3 separate regions of the Sus scrofa genome follow, and regions 1 and 3 are each linked to region 2. A link is a contact called in public Hi-C and HiChIP or PLAC-seq data. All regions are on one chromosome and are shown on one strand. Each heading gives the region's core, a stretch centred on a gene start, on an enhancer-like site or on the middle of the called end of the contact. The rest is flanking DNA. Distances are from core to core; before and after follow the strand shown.

Region 1 (4,060 bases), core at 608-3,107, 150 kb before region 2:
ATTAGACAACTCTAAGTGTTAGAAAATTCTTTCTTATATTGTACCGAGGCAAAAACCAGGGCTCCCAGATTAGAGTTATTTTCATGTAATTGTTTGAATGAGGTCTTCAGATATTCACAAACAAATAATTTGAAAATAAAAATGCAAGAGATTTCTAGTAAATCCTTAGAAATGATGACAATATTACTTTTAAAATCATTGTTTTTATTTCAGTAAAATCCATTATAGAATTATTTTAAATATTTTTTTAAATACTTTGCATTGGCTGCCCTCCATTTAATGTAACTATTTGCATTAGATAGAGAATAATAATAAATTTAGGGGAGTTTTTACTTGTTCACTCACTAATAGTATGTGTTAGAACTTACCTTGAAAAGTGAGTCAAGAATGAAAACTTTTTTCCCAACTTGATTTTGCACAATTACTTTTTGTTTAGCACCTTCAATAACCCTATAAGAATAACTATTGTTTTTATTTTAAGGTATTTATATACAGGATATACAAGCATACATGATTTGTTTATCCAACTAGCTACATCTTCCTATTTTTTCACATCCTGCTTATAAATCCTTATTTGACTAGTCAAATAAGAATAAATATGAATTTAGAGATATCTCAGTTTCAAAAGCCAGGTCTTACCATTTTTGATAGACAAGCCAACTAAGCCTTAGTGTCCTCACCTGCAAAATGGGAGTAATACTTACACAGCCTTATGATGATTGCATAAAATAACACCGATCAAGGAAATAATACAATTCAAACACACAGTAGATACATAATAAATGTTAATTCCTTCCCTCATTCCAGATGGTGCAAAATAAGGAATTTTAAAGGTACTATGAAGAATAAGGAGCATTTATCCATTAGATACCAAAATATTTGAGAACTACAAAATAAAATTTACTGATAGCAGTGTGAAAACTCTTTAATGCCTACACAGTGCACAATTATGCCCATTTATAGTTAAATGTAATTTTCTAAATATGCCATCACTTCGAAAACAATTTTTCTCATTTTTTTCAATAAATTCTAAGTACATACCCAACCAGTAACTGCCAAGAAACCACAGCCCATCGTGATGCGAGTGTCACACCATGCCAAAAAATGCCAAATCGATAACGGTACAACAAAAAGTTTATTTACCCTTTAAACTGCGTGGGTTTAAATATATTCCATCCTATTTGATATTGACACACAGCGAAGGCCCCCCTCTTACCTCCCTCCCCCACCCCTTTAAAATAAAGATTCTTAGTGTCTGGGAAGGGCTTAAGAAGTCTGGTAGAGAACGGCAAAGGAACGGAATGAATCAACTTTCTGAATACATCCGTGTCAAGGGAAAGTTTACTCCTTAACTCCGAAATACAGCTACTGCAGCCACCAGGAACTCCGACGGCATGTTATCTGCCATTCTCGGCACTTGTCCCGTCTCTAGCCCTGTTCTAAGGAATTAGAGCGAACGAACTTCTCCCTCTCTACGGCCCACAGGTAAGGCTGGTCACCCACTCAGGCGACTGGGATCCAGACAGTCAGTTTCACAGCAAACGCCCACCCAACTCTATGGACCCCCACCCTCCCCCGCCCGAGGATCCTTCCCCGCCCGCCTCGCCCCAAGCTTCGCACATGCGCACACCCAATTAGGAAAAATTAGAGCGCCCCCGGCCCTCGCCAGGTCCCCACGCCCAGCTGCCACGCAGCCAGTCCTCCTGCCCTTCTTGGGGCCGTCGGCTTCACTATTCAGTAATACGCATGTGCGTGTAGTGTCGCCTGACCATCTTTCAGGCGGCCGGGGCGGGCCGGCAGGCGGGACCAAGTTTCTTACGCACGCTCCGGACATGCGCAGTGCATGGACTGAGGCGCCAGCTGTCGATTTGGAAGTTCCGGGGAAGCAGCGCATGCGCGAGTGTACGCGTTGCCGGCGAAGAGGGGAGCCTGACGACTCGGAAATTTGAATACCACAGTAGCATGGAGTGTGACCTCTTGGAGTCTGACATCTTGGAGTCGTTGGAAGATCTAGGGTAAGACTGCCAGGGCACGGGTCTCCCAAACCCCACACTGTCGCCCACCGGCCCGAAAACTCCTTCTCCACCTCAGTCAGCGACACCTGCCTCTCCACGCCTCACCCCGTGGCTCCTGGCTGTCGCCTCCCTATACCTCCAGGACCCCAATGCCACGTCCACTGCCTGCTCTGCTGGGTCGGGGCCCTCCGGCTGCGACGCCCCTAGGCCTGCCCTGTGCTCGGTGCAGCCAAGTTTCCCGCAGCGTTTGTCAGTCATGCGTGTCATTGTCTGGGCTCTGGTTCACGCCACCCCCCTCCCCAGCTTCTCTCCGTGCTCCCCATCCTTCTGCCCTACCCCCTCACTCTGGAGGTTGCCAAAGTTGATTCTCTGTTTTCCTACTTGTCCTCCAAACTTCCTGCTTCTGTCTTGAGCCCCTGCTCCTACCCCACCCCACTTCGCTCAGAAAATCTCCTTTGCCCAGTCATGTCTGCATGCACCCAGGCTTCCCTAAGGCACATGTCTGCGCTGCATCCGTTCTGCCAGCCAGCTCACTTATACACCTAACCTGTCACCACCTTCATGGGAACCACTCGCTGTTTCCCTTGACTCTGACACACCTTCACTGAGCCGCCATTAGCTCTTAGTCTTAGGGGCATCCTCACCCACCAAGTCCCAGCGTATTTGTTGTGCATTTTTGTCTCCCCCTGACAGTTAACCCAGCCATAATTCATCAGTATCTGGAAGCTGGAAATAAGGCTGCTTATCTCACTGGGTCACCCAGATCAGTGTACTCTCTTAAAACTTGAGAACTTAGAATTTCTTGGGCTAAATGCTGTCCAGAAACAAATTGTATAATTAAATATTTGCCCACAGTACAGCTTAAAAAAAAAAAATACGGATTTAGAAAACTATAAAAGTAACAAGTCTCTTATCAAAACCTTCCTCTAGGTTTTTCCATGCCATGGAAGCCTTTGGGGGAAAGCTTACTTTAGTATTAAAAGAACAAGGGTTCCCAAAGTCTGCCCATTTTTAGGAAAGGCAGTGGTTGTGCTTATCTTTTTCTGTCAATATGAATTACCATTGCTCTTTTCTTTGGAGCTTGCTCTGAATTTTCATGAATAAAGTCAGACTTTAGGCAGCTTATTTCTTTGATGAGAACCTAAGTAAAAGTCACAATCAGCAAAGTGGTGTCTTTTTGGTGAACCTCTTAGACTAAATTGTTAAATTTCACACATGAAGTATTCAGTAAACACTTTGGGTCTGTTGGCAATGTTGGTCTGAACACTTAAGGGTACAAAGTGAGGTGGAAGAAAAGTTCACACTGTGAGAATATGCCTTGAGAACTGAGGAGAGCCAGGAAGAAAGAAAACTGGGAAAGGAAACAAGTCCTAAGCTTCCTAGAAGTGACACTTAGTGTTGAAGGAGAAGTAGCATGAGAGGATGAAGGTAAACCCTACTTAAATGAAGTCCATCTGCAACAACTGATGATGGATGCCACTTCTTCCTATGATTGTTCTCTTACCCTTTGTTAATTGTGTTTTTCTTCTCTTGGGTACTGGAACAGTCATTGTAACTGTAATAACACTAATTAAATAAATAATTGGGATGGGTTGTAAGATAAACCGTGGGATTTTCTGAAAACTTGACTATAAATTTTAACCCGTAACGTGTTAGTTTGGTGGCATTCAGCCATCAAAAATTAGTCTTAATTGATTGATGTGTGCTTTTCAAGGATTTACTGGGAAATATTAGAAATAAATGACCATTTATTTCTCACCTGGTACACAGTAAGAATTCAGTAATTACTTGTGGGATAAATCAATAAAATTTAAGTATGTAACACAGTGAGACATTTGTAGGCCTAGTTTGTTTATTCCAGTTTCTAGCAATATGTGGTTTTGAATCTAGATGCCAGACTATATAGAATCTCACTTTTTGCGTAAGATTTCTTCTGTCCCATTAAAAATATAAACATATAATTATATTTTAAGAGGGTTGAATGTTACATTTCTCTAACATCTCTATACCTCTAAATATCAAGTTATCTTAAGTATATTGAATGT
Region 2 (4,077 bases), core at 332-2,831:
TTCCTCAGACCCATCATATTTGTCCAGATTAATTTCACTTCCCCCTATTTTTTACAACCTACGTTTAACTAAGAAATATTGCTCTTTCTAGTCAAGCATATTTTTTCTCCGCTATTTCCATGGAATGAATTATAATTTTCTAATCAGAAGAAAATAACCCTTAAATTCTTCCAGGAAAGAGAACAGTCGGTGAGCTCCATAATGAGACAGCACTGAGCCCGTGGCCTCCTGTGTCAATTGTCATCTGGCTGGCTCAGCTATTCTGGCTTCCAGCTTTGCTATCTTCTTACAGCAGATGCTAAACATACCAATCTCAAACTGGGGTAAGCCAAAATAACAGCAATACATTTCCTTCTTCCTTTTCCCGAAACCACCAGAACCCCTATTCCTTTGTTTGACATGGGCATGACATTAATCAAGTTTTTCCAGGACACAGATGTGGAGGTTAGCAGTGGTGGATGAAAGTATGGTCATCATGGAAACAAATGTATTTGTTTGATGGCAAGAAATGTTAAAAGAAGTTACAATGTCCCCATCTCTCAGAGTTTTTGTGGGCAGCATCAAGAGCTCTCAGATTTAATCCATTTCCTCTTGACCTTTCCACTTCCAAATCCAGGGACCTTTGTTCAGGTTACTCAGAAAATACATGTTCAATGAATGTTTTGAAATAATAGCTTCAGTGTAAATAATTGTGAATTCCAGGAGACACTTTGTATAGAAAAAAATTAATTTTCATTTTATATAAAATTTAAATTTTTTAGTTAAAAATAACTTTTCTAAAATAGGTCACACTAGCTTGGAAGCATATCTAGTAAATGTATTCTAAACCAATAGCGATACCAGAAAAGGGCACATGGATTATTAATCAGCACTTTGAGAAGGATAGAAAAACAGACAAATATCAAGGATTTTTCAAAATGATCTTCAGTGAATTTATTTATACTATTTGATCCCCTGCTGGTAATGAAATGAAAGAAAACTTAGTGGCGATAAAATTATCTTAAGGAAACAATTATTTAAAATTTTTATTCCTGTTAAAAAGTGAAGATGGCATAGCCGAGGCTGATCTGCACATTTCTTCAGAGATAGAAGCAAAGTTCATGAGCTCTGCATGAGGACCTGCCCTCAGATTATATACACTGTCTGTGACCAGTATCCATGGTACATGATATGAATGTAGACACAACAATGTACGGTCTTAAAAAGGACACTTACCTTAACTTGCAGTCGTGGAATCATTTCGAGCGCATCTCTTTATCAAATCCTCTCTTTCGCACTGCTTCAACAACTCTTAACAAGTTTCTCTTCCACGTGTTGGAACACCTAGAGAATCCTGTCCTCTCTTCTAAAACGCTGCATTCACCTCCATTGCCCAAATCCAGTTCAGAATCGGGAAGAGGAAAAAAAATTGAATTTGCAAGCTGTTTACACCCTAACAACGACAGTGAAGCTGCTAAGCTTTGAGCTCAATGAATTAAAGGTTGTTTGGCTAAATGGCAGGCACACTTCCTCCTATTCTTTCTGAACTTAGTTTTCCTGCCTCCAGCAGAGCTTTTTCCTTTCCTGGGCTATAAATAGGCTGGTGGTAAGAGCACTGAGGAAAGAAGAGGGCAGGAAATGCATTTGATTTCAAAAAGCAGTCTTGGGGGTGCGTGTGTGTGTGTGTGTGTGTGTGTGTGTGTGTGTGTGTGTGTTTCTTTCAAGTGAACACCAGTAAACAAGGAAAATTCAGCTTTGATCTGTGCACCATAGCCAACATTTTCTTTAAATTCCTATAACCTTGGTTTGGCTCTAAGTTGTCATTTCCCATAAACAAATCTTGGGTTTGGAGATGTATCATTTTTTTCATATAAACTGTAAACAACCTACATCTCAGCCTTCATTTTTCAAAGGATTGCTCTAAAAATCGAATTTCCTGGGGGAAATGAGGAAGGAGGCAGACGGGGGTAGGGGTGGGGGTCATGCCATAGTTGTTTCTTTTCATTCAGAAGGAAATGAATCAGTATTTCTTGAGGCAAGATTCAGCAAAAGGAAAATATCAGGTGAACAAGAAAAGCAGATGCTTTTGAGTGAATGAAAGTATGAAGTTGAATTTGTAAACCATTTGCAGCCAATTGCGCTAAACTAATGGATTGTCCACAGTCTTGTTACTCAGAGTTGTTTAACTTCTCTCATAACTGTATGCAACACAAACGAAAATAAAAATTAGATGTCATTTTCTACATGTCAGATTGGCAGATCAAAATTTTGGCTATTGTCCGATGTCCCTGAAGAGTGAAGAAATAAGCATCCAGGAGTTGCCGTCGTGGCGCAGTGGTTAACAATCCGACTAGGAACCATGAGGTTGCGGGTTTGATCCCTGCCCTTGCTCAGTGGGTTAACGATCCGGCGTTGCTGTGAGCTGTGGTGTAGGGCGCAGACGCAGCTTGGACCCCGCGTTGCTGTGGCTCTGGCGTGGGCCAGCGGCTATAGCTCCGATTCGACCCCAAGCCTGGGAACCTCCATATGCCACGGGAGCCGCCCAAGAAATAGCAAAAAGACAAAAAAAAAAAAAAGAAAAGAAAAGAAAAAAAAGAAATAAGCATCCATATAAAGTATTTGGAAGTATACACTGGAATAAACTATTTGATAGATGGTAATTTTCAACTTCTTTCAAAATGTTAAGAGCACATGGTCTAACAAGATCCCTAAACATGCTTGACTCTGCAAAGTGGGCGTGGGTATCTGGAATGGGTGGGCAGTTTAATTTCTGATATATTTTTGCTCTTTTCACTTTTATACTGTGTATACCATGCTTCAAAAAGTGATTTATTTTATTTTTTAAGTATAGTTGATTTAAAATGTTGGTTAATTTCTGCTATATGCAAAGTGATTCAGTTACACCTAAATTTTTTTTCATATTCTTTTCCATTACAGTTTATCACATAATATTGAATATAGTTCCTTATGCTATACAGTAGGACTCTGTTGTTTATTCATTTAATATGTAATAGTTTGCGTATACTAATTCCAAATTCCCAATGCTTTCCTCCCCCACCCTCTCCTCCTTGGCAACCACAAGTCTGTTCTTCATGTCTGTGAGTCTGTTTCTGTTTTGTAGATAGGATCATTTGCACCATATTTTAGATTCCACATATAAGCGGTATCACATGGTATTTGTCTTTCTCTTTCTGACGGACTTCGCTTAGTATGATAATCTCTAGGTCCATCTATGTTGCTACAAATGGCATTATTTCATTCTTTTTTGTGGCTGAGTAGTATTCCATTGTGTATATGTACCATCTTCTTCATCCATTCATCTGTTGATGGACATTTAGGTTGTTTCCATGTCTTGGCTATTATGAAGAGTGCTACAATGAACATAGGGGTGCATGTATTTTTCTGAATTATAGTTTTGTCTAGATAATATGCCCAGGATTGGATTGCTGGATCATATGGCAACTATATTTTTAGCTTTTTGATAAACTTTCACATTGTTTTTCATAGTAGCTGCAACAATTTATATTCCCACCAACAATGTAGAAGGGTTCCTTTTCTCAACACCCTCTCCAGCATTTGTTATTTGTAGACTTCTTAATGATGGCCATTCTGACTGATGTGAGCTGACATCTCATTATAGTTGTGACTTGCTTTTCTCTAATAATTAGTGATGTTGATCATCGTATCATGTGTTTTTTGGTCATCTGCATGTCTTCTTTGGAGGATTGTCTTTTTAGGCCTTTTCGTGCATTTTTCAGTTGAGTTATTTTTCTGATACTGAGTGGTATGAGCTATTCATATATTTGGGAAATTAAGCCCTTGTGGGTCACATCATTTGCAAATATTTTCTACCAGTCCACATGTTGTCTTTTTGAAAAACTTACTAATTTTAAAGACAGAAATTTAAAAACTGTTATTACTTAAGGTCCTTCATAGGATTCTATTCGTTATCTATTATCTTACCTATCTGTGAATCATTATGTACTTACTGTCTCAACAATCTTCTCTTTACATTGGGGTAACACTTTGAGAAGCAACACTGGAATATCTAGAGAATCTCTTGACAGGAGGGGCAACTCAGAGTGTTGTCCACAGACC
Region 3 (4,204 bases), core at 1,126-3,625, 130 kb before region 2:
GGGAATTTCTTGGAAAAATAAAAATTTTAGGGAATGTTTAACATGAAATCAAAATATTGTCTCTTAAAAGGATACTCAGACAGCACCTTTTGTTAGTGCTTTGTTTCTTCCTCTGTCAGAACTAGAACAGGATGTCAACATTCTCTATGAAAATTATCAAAGGTATGCTTGCCACTATCATTTTCATTTCTTGCTCTCTATCTAGATTTAAACTGAGCTAGTATCTGTTGGGACTCAAGGTGGGCCACACAAACATATGTCACAATGGCATATTGATTATCTTGAATTAAAGTTACTTAAGACATAGCCAATGCTAGAGGGACACTGGCCCTCCTTCCTGTCTCACTGAAAGCAAGAATTAAGTCTCATGTGAAAGATGCACTCCTGGCATCTGGAGACAGAAGAACATACACCCTTACTGCCAGAGGTAGGGAATTTGGGTCGAGAAGCTGGTATAAACAAACTTTGTTACTTTTTTTTATTATTATTATCACTCAATGAATTTTATTACATTTATAGTTGTACAATGATCAACTATCTCAAACCCAAACTCTGATATAGATATTTTGCAAATAAAGTGCCCAAAGCCAAAACTTTGTCCTCTTCCTCACAAATTTTTTTTTCCTTTTGTCTAAAAAATATAAAAGCTGCCTGCTTTGGCTAGGTTTCATTTCTGTGAGACTTAAGTGTGCACAAATTAAAATTTATTTTTCTCCAGTTAATCTGTCTCATGTCAGTTTTATTATTAGTCCAGCCACAAGAATTCAAGAGGGGTTGAGGTAGAAATTTCTCTCTCTTCAGCACATCCAGCTGGAATGTAGTTAAATTTGTGCTGAGGAAGAGCATCTGAAATAATTTCTATATAGACTTGACCCTTGAACAGTGTGCGGGTTAGGGTTGCTGACCCTCAATGCCGTTGTCTCTTGGTATCCATGGAGGGTTGGTTCTAGGACCGATTTAGGTTGACCTAACATTAAAAATACATTCCTCACAGGGTATCTAATGTTACACAAAACTTTTTCCCTCACTAACATGATTCTAGTCACTAGAAATGCTGTGTATTGTTCAGTGCTGCATTTCCATGTTTGTATGTTAGTGTATTCTTAGGGTTCCGATCACTGATTAAAGCAGGTATACATGTTAGTATTTAAACTCACTCATTCACCTGAGTGCCTTTAGTCACCTGCAAAATGATGTTGGTAAAGATGTTCGCATAAACATAACTGTTGACATGAGAACTTCCATTGTAAAACATTCAGTTCCTGCTAAGTATAAATGAAAAAAGCCTGGGGTGGAAATAGAAAAATAAAATTTAACATGTCCCCTAGGAATGTGAGGGAAAACCTTGGGGAATAGTCTATGAGGATGACCTGTATTTATTAAATTATGTTATACTTTCCTCAAGAAGAGAAGCCTGCAGTTCAGTAAACACCTGAGTGTCTACTCTATGCCAGGCACTATGTTGAGCATTTGAAGTACAGAGATAGGTTAGAAAGTCCCTGCCTTGGAAAATGATCAGTGGCAGAGCCAGAAACAGATCATTGTAGCAATAGGATAATAAAAACTGAACACTATAACAGGGTTACCAGCCTAGCACGGTCTTCAGCATTGCTCACATGAGGTAGAAATTGGCAGGGGATGTTGGAAAGATTGCAGGAGCCAGGTAATAGAGGGCTCCACATACTTTCCTAAGTAACTTGGAACTAATTTATATTTTTTAGTATGCTAAGGCTTGTAGCATGGTCAGCTTTGGATTCTGTATGAATCACTGGCTAAAAAGTAGAGAATAGATTTAAGGAGGGGGCAAAGATTGGAATCAAAAGCTTAGAACTTAAACTCACGTAGTATAACAGGGATAGAGAAAGGACAAATTCAGGAAGTATTTAGGAGGTTAAATTATAGGAATTATTGGTTAGAGTAAGAATAAGTGTGTGTGTGTGTCTGTGACCAGAGGACAATACCACTAATTCTAATCAGAATATAAGAAGGAGTAAAGGTATATGCGGGGGGTGGGGAGGGGGAGGTGGGAGTGATTTCAATCTGAAACTCAAGAAAATGCCTAGAGGTAGAGATTTGAGAAAGATCAGCATCCAGTGATTTTTGAATTGGACCATTCAATCGAATGATTCTGTATTAGATCACCCAAAGAGGGGGGAAAAACATTGGACCAAGGAAGGCATCCTGGGTAATAATCATTTAAGAGGTGATGGAACAAGGTCACAGAAGTAAAAGGAAACCGGAGCAGTTGGCATCCTCTTCATCAAGAGCAATGTGGTAACTACTGATACCCATGTTTCCCACATAAGGAGAGTGAAGCCCAGGGTGGATGAGTAGTTGGCCCATATCCATGTAGCTGGTAAGCAGGGGAGCTGGAATGAAACCCAGGCAGTCTTGCTGGAGAGCCCTGTAACCAACGATTCCATCTGCTACAGAGCCAAGGCTTAAAAATATCCATTACATCTTAGCTTTTCAAGGGCACTTTAGAATAAATACTGAAGCCAGTTTCCTAGAGTTTGAAGGAAGAATGAGAGGCAAAACTAACTTTAGACTAGTTCTGGAAGCTTCACTGAGAAGGGAAGGACAGAGTAAAATACTATAAAAACCTAGTGGGGTGAAATGTATTTTGAAAGGTTACAAAAGGCAAAGGAAGTTTTCAAGAACTGAATATCTTTGGAAACTCAAAAGTGTCAACTACAAAATTCTTTAGGAATTGAAAGTAAACCTTCACTGTGTCTTAATGGTATTTTTTATGAGGCGTTTAACAAGATTTATCCAGTTTTCTTTTAGAAAGGTATAAATCCTTAGAGCAGATAGGTTAACCCCTATTTATACATAACTTCCAGAACTTACCAAGGCCTTAAAACCTTCTGTAATGTCTCCTAAGAAGTACGTGCTTCAGAGTCCTTTCTCTCAACAGAGACCAGTTATGTGGTATGGAAGACCATTCACAAGTCAACTACGCTAATGTGAAACGCAGAAAAACTAATTCTAACTAATCCCCAATTTTCAGAAATTAATGAAAAAAAAATTGAATGAAATAAGCAGAAAGTAAACCCTACCCTAAAGGGATAAACAAGGGCTATTTTGTAATCTTATTTATAATGACGATGACTTGTAACAGTTTAAAATCTTGTAGGGCTGCTATCAATTAACCTCTTACCTGGTTATTAAAGTGCTTGCTAGAAGAAGAAAAGTGATGGAAAGTCTCCCTTAGAGGCACTTGCTCTTTGACAAACTTGGGCAATGAAATGTATACCTGTATTAAAATTCAAAAGCAATGAGTTGTTGCAAAAAATATTTACCTAACGATTTATTTAGATTTATTTAGAGCACCTGGAGGTAGGAGATCTGCATTCAGAACTCTGGTGCACTAGTTCTGTGACCTTGAGAAAGTTATTTAACCTAGCCAAACCATAATCTTCCAGTTTGGAAAGATCTGGATAGCAATTCCCACTTGCTTTGAAAAGCTGTGTGGATTAAGAGTGATAATCTGTATAAAGTGCCTCCCACAGTGTATGGGACATAATATACACTCAAAGTTTAGTTATTATCAATACCGAGGTAGTTACTACTCAGGAACATCTTAAACAGAACCTGACGGAGAATATTTTCCCTTCCTGGCGCAAGTTTGGAACAAATGTTAGAAAGACGTGCATGGCATTCAGTTCTTTTTCTACAACTTTGGAACAGCCAAAAATATCCCAATTGCCAGCACATGACAGACAGTCTGCTATGCATTCTTCTGCTTTTTCTTTTTTTCTTTCTTTTTTTTTTTTTGTGGTCTAACTTGAAAATCTTTATAATGTATTTAGTGTGTGTAAATCAGAGCAGCAGCATCAAGGACAATCAAGGGAGTGAGTTGAAGATTAGGAGATCTTCAACTCATCCACTCATGTTACAGAATTCTTTTTATATCTCTTTGGAATGTTCCCTCTAGATGAGCCTTTTTTCTTCTTCTTTCATCAAAATCAAGCTAAGATAAGAAGGTAGGATGACATCTGTAGTTCAGCATAATGTTTTTCCAAAATGAAATAAGAATACACAGCCATTGCAAAGGATATGCTTCACTAGTGAATCCGCAGGGATAAATTTTTGATCTTCATCTTTCGCAAGTATTCTTTCCCAAAACTAGCTGAAAAAATAAGTTTTCCCACTTTGCAAAAGTTAAAAAAAAAAAAAAAATCCCCAAATACGTATCCTACAT

The links. Hi-C and Micro-C count contacts between places; a contact is called where the count stands out from the background. HiChIP or PLAC-seq counts read pairs in DNA pulled down with a chosen protein or histone mark.
Region 1: a contact with region 2 is called in an H3K27ac HiChIP or PLAC-seq map of skeletal muscle. The contact joins the promoter of FAM98A here to the promoter of RASGRP3 in region 2. A contact is called at or near these places in 1 of 5 promoter capture datasets (liver), 5 of 47 Hi-C or Micro-C datasets (embryonic fibroblasts, epiblast stem cells, fibroblasts and 2 more) and 1 of 2 datasets of contacts at active chromatin or transcription factors (skeletal muscle).
Region 3: a contact with region 2 is called in a Hi-C map of skeletal muscle, with 2.7 times the contacts expected there. The contact joins the enhancer-like site here to the promoter of RASGRP3 in region 2. A contact is called at or near these places in 1 of 5 promoter capture datasets (liver), 6 of 47 Hi-C or Micro-C datasets (embryonic fibroblasts, epiblast stem cells, fibroblasts and 2 more) and 1 of 2 datasets of contacts at active chromatin or transcription factors (skeletal muscle).

What each region holds. Positions count from the first base shown.
Region 1 is chr3:106,059,710-106,063,769 of Sscrofa11.1, forward strand. FAM98A (protein FAM98A) reads left to right here and starts at 1,858. Exons shown (of 8, transcript XM_003125249.5): 1 at 1,858-2,015. The coding sequence starts at 1,963.
Region 2 is chr3:106,212,206-106,216,282 of Sscrofa11.1, forward strand. RASGRP3 (ras guanyl-releasing protein 3) reads right to left here and starts at 1,582. Exons shown (of 18, transcript XM_021087646.1): 1 at 1,216-1,582.
Region 3 is chr3:106,080,461-106,084,664 of Sscrofa11.1, forward strand. It overlaps FAM98A (protein FAM98A), which reads left to right. Exons shown (of 8, transcript XM_003125249.5): 8 at 1-717. Among named protein-coding and RNA genes, the nearest start is that of FAM98A, 21 kb to the left of the region's middle. Within about 2 kb of position 2,376, at least 4 of the 83 cell types and tissues checked have an H3K27ac peak or open chromatin away from gene starts, as enhancers often do. A contact at or near this core is called in skeletal muscle, where this site is marked.